2 separate regions of the Anas platyrhynchos genome follow, and region 2 is linked to region 1. A link is a contact called in public Hi-C data. All regions are on one chromosome and are shown on one strand. The core of a region is the stretch at or near the end of the contact, and the rest is flanking DNA. Distances in the headings are between cores, read along the strand shown. Region 1 overlaps PTPN3 (protein tyrosine phosphatase non-receptor type 3). Region 2 overlaps PTPN3 (protein tyrosine phosphatase non-receptor type 3).

The links. A called contact is a pair of places that touch in the nucleus more often than the background predicts.
Region 2: a contact with region 1 is called in a Hi-C map of skeletal muscle, with 1.8 times the contacts expected there. The contact joins two enhancer-like sites. A contact is called at or near these places in 2 of 8 Hi-C or Micro-C datasets (both in skeletal muscle).

What each region holds. Positions count from the first base shown.
Region 1 is chr2:68,400,880-68,404,208 of IASCAAS_PekinDuck_T2T, forward strand. The region is part of intron 1 of PTPN3 (protein tyrosine phosphatase non-receptor type 3); the gene reads left to right. Among named protein-coding and RNA genes, the nearest start is that of PTPN3, 31 kb to the left of the region's middle. Within about 2 kb of position 1,957, at least 2 of the 8 cell types and tissues checked have an H3K27ac peak or open chromatin away from gene starts, as enhancers often do.
Region 2 is chr2:68,439,023-68,442,036 of IASCAAS_PekinDuck_T2T, forward strand. All of the region lies in intron 2 of PTPN3 (protein tyrosine phosphatase non-receptor type 3), which reads left to right. Among named protein-coding and RNA genes, the nearest start is that of PTPN3, 69 kb to the left of the region's middle. Within about 2 kb of position 1,294, at least 4 of the 8 cell types and tissues checked have an H3K27ac peak or open chromatin away from gene starts, as enhancers often do.

The DNA of each region.
Region 1 (3,329 bases), core at 707-3,206:
AAAATAGTCTTTCAGGAGGCTGAAGATTTCAAAAATGTTTTTGTTTTGACATTTCCATCAAGAAGTTACTATCTTTCTCCTTCTCTTCTCTTCTCTTCTCTTCTCTTCTCTTCTCTTCTCTTCTCTTCTCTTCTCTTCTCTTCTCTTCTCTTCTCTTCTCTTCTCTTCTCTTCTCTTCTCTTCTCTTCTCTTCTCTTCTCTTCTCTTCTCTTCTCTTCTCTTCTCTTCTCTTCTCTTCTCTTCTCTTCTCTTCTCTTCTCTTCTCTTCTTTCTCCTTTTCTTTTTGTTTCTTTCATTTCTTTTCTCTTTCTTTTCTCTTTTGAATAGATATGAAAACTTAAGATATGTTTCAATAACAAACACATCAGTTTATACAGTCTTATCATGCCAAAACATCTTTCTGCACAAGCATCAGCAATGAGATCAGCTCTGCTTTGAAAACAGTTTTTGTTAGCCATCTATCGGGCTTTACAGAGAGAGTAATGTTACCAGCGGAAGTGTTGGCGGTGATGTCATATTTGTAATCCTAGCATTATAAAAGTCCCATATGGAGTGGAAGGCACGAAAGGGAGAACATGTGATGGTGCTATACACGGGTTTATTTACAGAAACAAAGCCTGAGGTAGTTAGCCAAAGGTACCCAAACTGCTCAGACTGGCAAGCTAGCTCCCCACAGGAAACACAGGTATCTGCGCACTGAAAACTGCAGTTCCTAGCAGGGCTCAATTGCCAGTGGTGTTCCAAAACCTGTTTACTTCCTTGACTCCCTGACTTTAAAAATAGCAAAACATCTGTATGTGATCCTTCAAAGACCAGCAAAAAACCTCCCCTACCACCCTGGGGATTGCAGAGCTGTTAGTTGCCACCCTTACCACAGGTTTAGTCTGGAAATGCTGCCTTTCATCCTTGACTAGGAAAGTAGAAAACACTGACTGGTTTCTTTCTCTAACTGAAGCAATTAAAAAAATGTTTCTTGGGTACCTGACCACTCTGGGGAATGTGTTGGTCTGCTTGGAGTAATCAGGAATGAGAGTTTTGGGACTGCAGTGTCAAAACACGGACAATAAATCTTCTTCCTCTGGAACTGAATGGTCAGTCTGAGGATCCAAAGTATGGACCTAGGAGTGCAAAATGGCAGCAAAGTGCTTCCTTTACCCATAGAGACAATTCTATGAAAAATAATATGTGGCACTCCAATCTGTCCCCTAAAATTCAGTCCCTTGAGGCCCTTTTAATTTCACCAGATTAAAAATTGTGAAGTAAAACAATCCTTTTCCTCTTCTTTACTATTCTATGCTTTCAGTGACCGTACTAAAATGTCTGTTATTAGCACAGCACTGATTTTCCCTAATTAATCCTGCAAAAAGCATAAATTGGGACTGGAAGTGATTGACAATGGTAAGTAATGTTGTGCTGCTTTACCAAAATATGCAGGTGGGCAAATGTGGGGAGAAGACAAGTAAGGGTTTTGTAAAATGTGAGTAGTCAGCTGTAGTTGAGCCACTAAAACTGCAGTATGGACAGGTATGATGATAAATATCCACAAACTTATTCTGTGGTCTTGAATTTCAGGAAAACAAACAAACAAAAAACACAGGGAAAAAACAACAACAACAACAACAAAAATAACTTCCAGTATATGCTTTGCATCAGTTTTTTTAATGATTTTCACTTGATAGTCTGCATTTGTACTCAAACCCATGTAATCGTCTCCAGTGGAAAGAAACCAGCATATAAATGTTTTGTATGATGTTGACCCTCTCAGGAAAATACACTGGAGAACTGGGAAATATTTAATGTGACCCTGTAATTGGTATCTATGCTAGGAGAGCAGAATTATAAATCTGTGAGTGATTCTAACACTGATATTTCCCAATTTGTGGTTGCATGTCTCTGCAAGCCGCATGTTCTCTTTTAATGCTTCTATTCTATGTGTGCAATCCAAGGAATGACAATAGCCCTCACAGAGTTTCAGACCATGATAAGTCAGGTTAAGTATGAAAGGCATGTAAGGCCAGATACAATGTGGGTTTTCAGAAAGATTAGAGAGAGTGGGACTTGGACTAAATTTAAAACTCCTGCATTATAACCCTTAGTGTTTGCATGGCAGCTAATCAGACAGCCTGATTTTGATAACGCTGTCTCTGTGTACCTTGATTTGCACTCCTGCAGTCACTGGGCTGTGAAACCACGACTCAGGAAATAGGTGAACCTAATTAGAAGCCAGAAGGATGGCACACCAATCCTATTTGTGTTCAAGGGCACGTTTCCAGGAAATACAGCCCGAGTGGACAGAGGTGCCTCCCTGGAGCACCTGGGGCTGAGATGGGAGACTTATCAGGGTATCCGCATACGTAGCACTTCCCACCACTGGCATCGGCATCTCTCTGCTGAATATGTTGACTAAGCATTCTCGATTCAGCGTGCTGGCAGCTTTCCAGCATGACACGAGCTGGAAAATGTCTCCTATGTCCTCCACTGAAACAGCCCAAAAGCTGCATGCGGGAGTCCTGGTGTTACTCCAGAGGTGGGGATCTGGAAGTTCAGTGCTACAACAACCATTTTAAAGTCCTTTGACACAGACTGCTTTTTGTGTGTGTCACAACATATAGCACCAGACAGTCATGGCAGAAAAATACAAGGTATCTTTGGATGGCTCATAGCAAGAAAACCTCTCCAGCTGCTTTATACCTTCAATACCCAGAGTACAACTCTTCATAGTTACTGAAAGCTTATAGCTAAACTGAGAACTTCTTCTCCTTCCAAAACAGGACCTCATTAATATTTTCAGTGTGTAGATTTTTATAACACCAGTCTGGAAATCAATTAATGTAGACAAGCTCCTGCCTTCTGATCCCCAGACTCTAGACCTAATTCTTTAGGGCTTCTCCCCTTAGGTACGTGATAACCCTGTGTGCTGCTGGACTGGAATGTCCTGAATAGGAAAATGCTGAGGCATTTGCACATTTTATTAACAACCTCTGAAAAGAAATATAGTTACATGATTTTTTTTTTCCCTTTCCATTACTTGTGATGTTCCGAAAGAAGCTGCTCTATTACTAATCTCCTGAAACATATGGTTTCCTTGTCGGGGGTGGAGAGTGGGTGGGAAGAGGGAGCTGATTTTTTTACCATTTCTGAGAGCATTAATGAACACTGCTCTATGATAACACAGGCAAAGGAAGGCTATTTGTGCTGTTTATGTAGGACGCCAAATAACACAGAAACTCTCGTGTCATTAGTTGGCCTCTAATCCATCTGCTGGAAGGTGCTTTTGGTTTTCACGATGGTCACAACAGCATTGCCAGCAATGCAGCGAGAACAGTTAC
Region 2 (3,014 bases), core at 44-2,543, 37 kb after region 1:
TACAGATAGAACACTACTTCATTTTGTAAATATTTAGTTTCATAACCCTTCTTACTGATTAAAGGTGTTGTTTCATTTCTAGATGAAAACAAAGGAATCACCTTAACTCTTCAATCAGTTTTCAGTAGAATTATTTGACTGTGCAGGAAAAACTGACCTAAAGTATAGTGTGAACTTGCACATATGATGCTTCCTTTGTCCAGTTTACCCAGGCTGAGAAGTTAAGGGTTTTTATGAGGAAACTCCATTGCTGCATTTCTCTAAATTATGGCATGCATTCCTACAGGATTCTCAAAGCCTCATTTGAAAACAGTATTTTCCAAAGTGTTGTTACAATTCGCTTTGCAGACTCATTTTATTTCTGAATTCTGTCTGGATGTTTATCGAAAGAAAAATAATTTGCTAGCCAAACAAATTATTTTCAGTCTAATAGCTTACATTCCAAAACACTCAGAATTAGTCAAATATTTTAGTATATATTTTGTATAGATAAGCATATGTATTAGTATATGTATGTTATATATACGCACGTAGATTTATATGTAAAATGTATATGTAGGTGTACATGCACATTTATGTGTATGTGTATATGTGTGTGTGTATATATGTATATAAATGTAATAGTAGCTAACCGTGGGGAGTAGGATGCTGGGGGGAGGTAGGAATATAAGAGAAGCAGCAGAAAACTAATAGAAAATTTTAATTGTTCATTTCCAGCATGCCCTATAAGATTGCCTTGTCTGTCAGTTGTGACTGGACTTGGCATAAATTTCTTGTCCCATGTACAAGGGACAAAGGTCCATGTACAAGGACCTTTGAAAAATTAGGAATTACTACTTTTGATAATAGTGTACTCTTCCCTGTAAGCAGTTGTTTACAGAGCTTCAGGGTTAGCTCTTGGCCTGATGAAATGTAGCACCGTGCACCTGAACTTTGTGCTTCTTGTTTCATCCTTTAAGCAGTGAATTCTGTACAAAAGATCAAAACTGTTGTGAACCTCTGGGCCCAGCTAATTCATCTCCCTGCCTCGAGCGTAGCCGCGGGGTGTCCCCGCTGGTTGTCTGCTTGATCCAGCAGTCAGAAGGGCCTCCTTCCCCGCCACTGTAATGCTGAGCTGCCCTGAGGGCAGCACAGGACCCTTCATCGCAAAGAAGCAAGGAGTGTGGCTACCTCGCTAGGTTGTGTGTTAGTGCAAGGACGAGGTTTCACGAAGATTAATGTCCTCGCAGTACTGAGCTCCCCTACCAGCTCTGGGGGAGTCTGTACTCATCTGTCAGGCCTGCCCTTCCTGATTACCTGACCTTGAGGCCTGCCTCAGGGCAGGCTTTGCTACTCTCTGATTGTGTCACAAAGTCCAGCTCTGAATAGGACTGGAAGCCAGCTGCTGAAAACTCATATTTGAGTTCTGATTATATCAACAGACAAATTCAGCTTCGTGAAGTTTGTGTGTGTGTTGTTATTTTCACGGCCAGCACCATTTGTTTTAATGCCTGTGAGCAAAGCACTTCAGTATATTAGTGAAAAACAAAGAGTGGGAAATTTTCAGGGCTAGTTTGTGGGCTAGGGGTACCTCACAGTGATTTATGAAAGCTCTGAGTTTGGATGTATTAAGATAGATGTGTCAATGTATGAATATTAGGCTAATATTCACAAATATGTAAGTACGCCTTGCATTTGTAGATGTAGGTATGTTTCAACTACAAGTAGCAGAAAGTGAATGGGGAAAGGCAGACTTTAGGCTAAGTCTAAAGCCTAAGAAATCTTGGCTTTCCTTCATGAAATAGTCAAAGTGGAATTAAAGACTCCTCCAATTCTAATGGCAACAAACTGAAAAATATTGAACGTTGTTTTGTCACGTAGCAGTTATCTGAACACAGAATTCTTCCTGCAAGAGGATTTCTTTCAAAGGCATATAAATATTATAGAGAGGAATAAACATCAAAAAAAAATATCAAGGGTAAGAAGTAACTCAAGAGAAACTTGCTTTGAGTTTAAGCAAATAGGTATCTTGAGGTTGTAATTTCTAATGTCTCACTGGCACTGAACAAATGCCCAAGACTAATGAATTTGAAGTGAATTTGAATTTATCACCTTTGTATTAAATTTAATAGTCTAAGCTGTCAACCTATTCACACACTGAAAATAAGAATTTATGTATTTTGAAATTTTGAACTAGTAGGGAAGTTAATGTCTTGATATTCATGGTACCACCAAATATTGAACGTTCTGGAGAACAAGGAGAACAGAGCTGACTTTTTTTCTACATTCTGTAGCAACTGGATGCCTCCACAGTTGAATTTCCTCAGTCTTTGTTGGTAAACTGCATGGGCTTAGAAAACTTTCCAAATCGTAACTGTAGGTGTCTCTGTCATTCTGCTACATGGGACTTTTCCAAATGGTTGTACCTGTAACAATGTGAACAAAATCCAGCCATTCTAAAATGGGGCAGTGGAAGGACAAAGATGTTTTTTCCTTGTGGGAGGGACTTTGATTACTGAGAAACCTCGAGATAGTTGCTTAATTTGATTTCTTTGAGTTTGTTCTAATTAAGCTCTTATACTAAAGAATGTTGGTAGCTTGGCCAGCTGAAAAGGAAAATATAATTTCAAGAGAAACATTTTTTTCTTTTATATTTTGTTTTTGGCATGGTAGTGGAATGATAGCCTTTATTGTTCATTGTTTTTATTTGAAGGAGCTTATACGTGGTGAATGAGAAATTTATATTGATGGTATCACAAAAAGTTAATATAACTTGTGGTATGTACTGTTCTTAGGTCATCTTTATCAAGAAAGTTCACATTTTGCTTCTTGGCTTACATTCCAAAGGAAGTTGTATGTTAATTCTGCCAGGCTGAAATGGCCTGTCTTGTCTTTCCTCCATCATGTGTTTCAGTATTTAGATGGAACATGTCCAAAGTCCACCCAAAGAATAGAAGGTGCATGTAAACTAAAATTTGGAAATATTTGAGACCAGGGCTTGACTGCACTTCACATGGAATGTTGTATCTGATTAT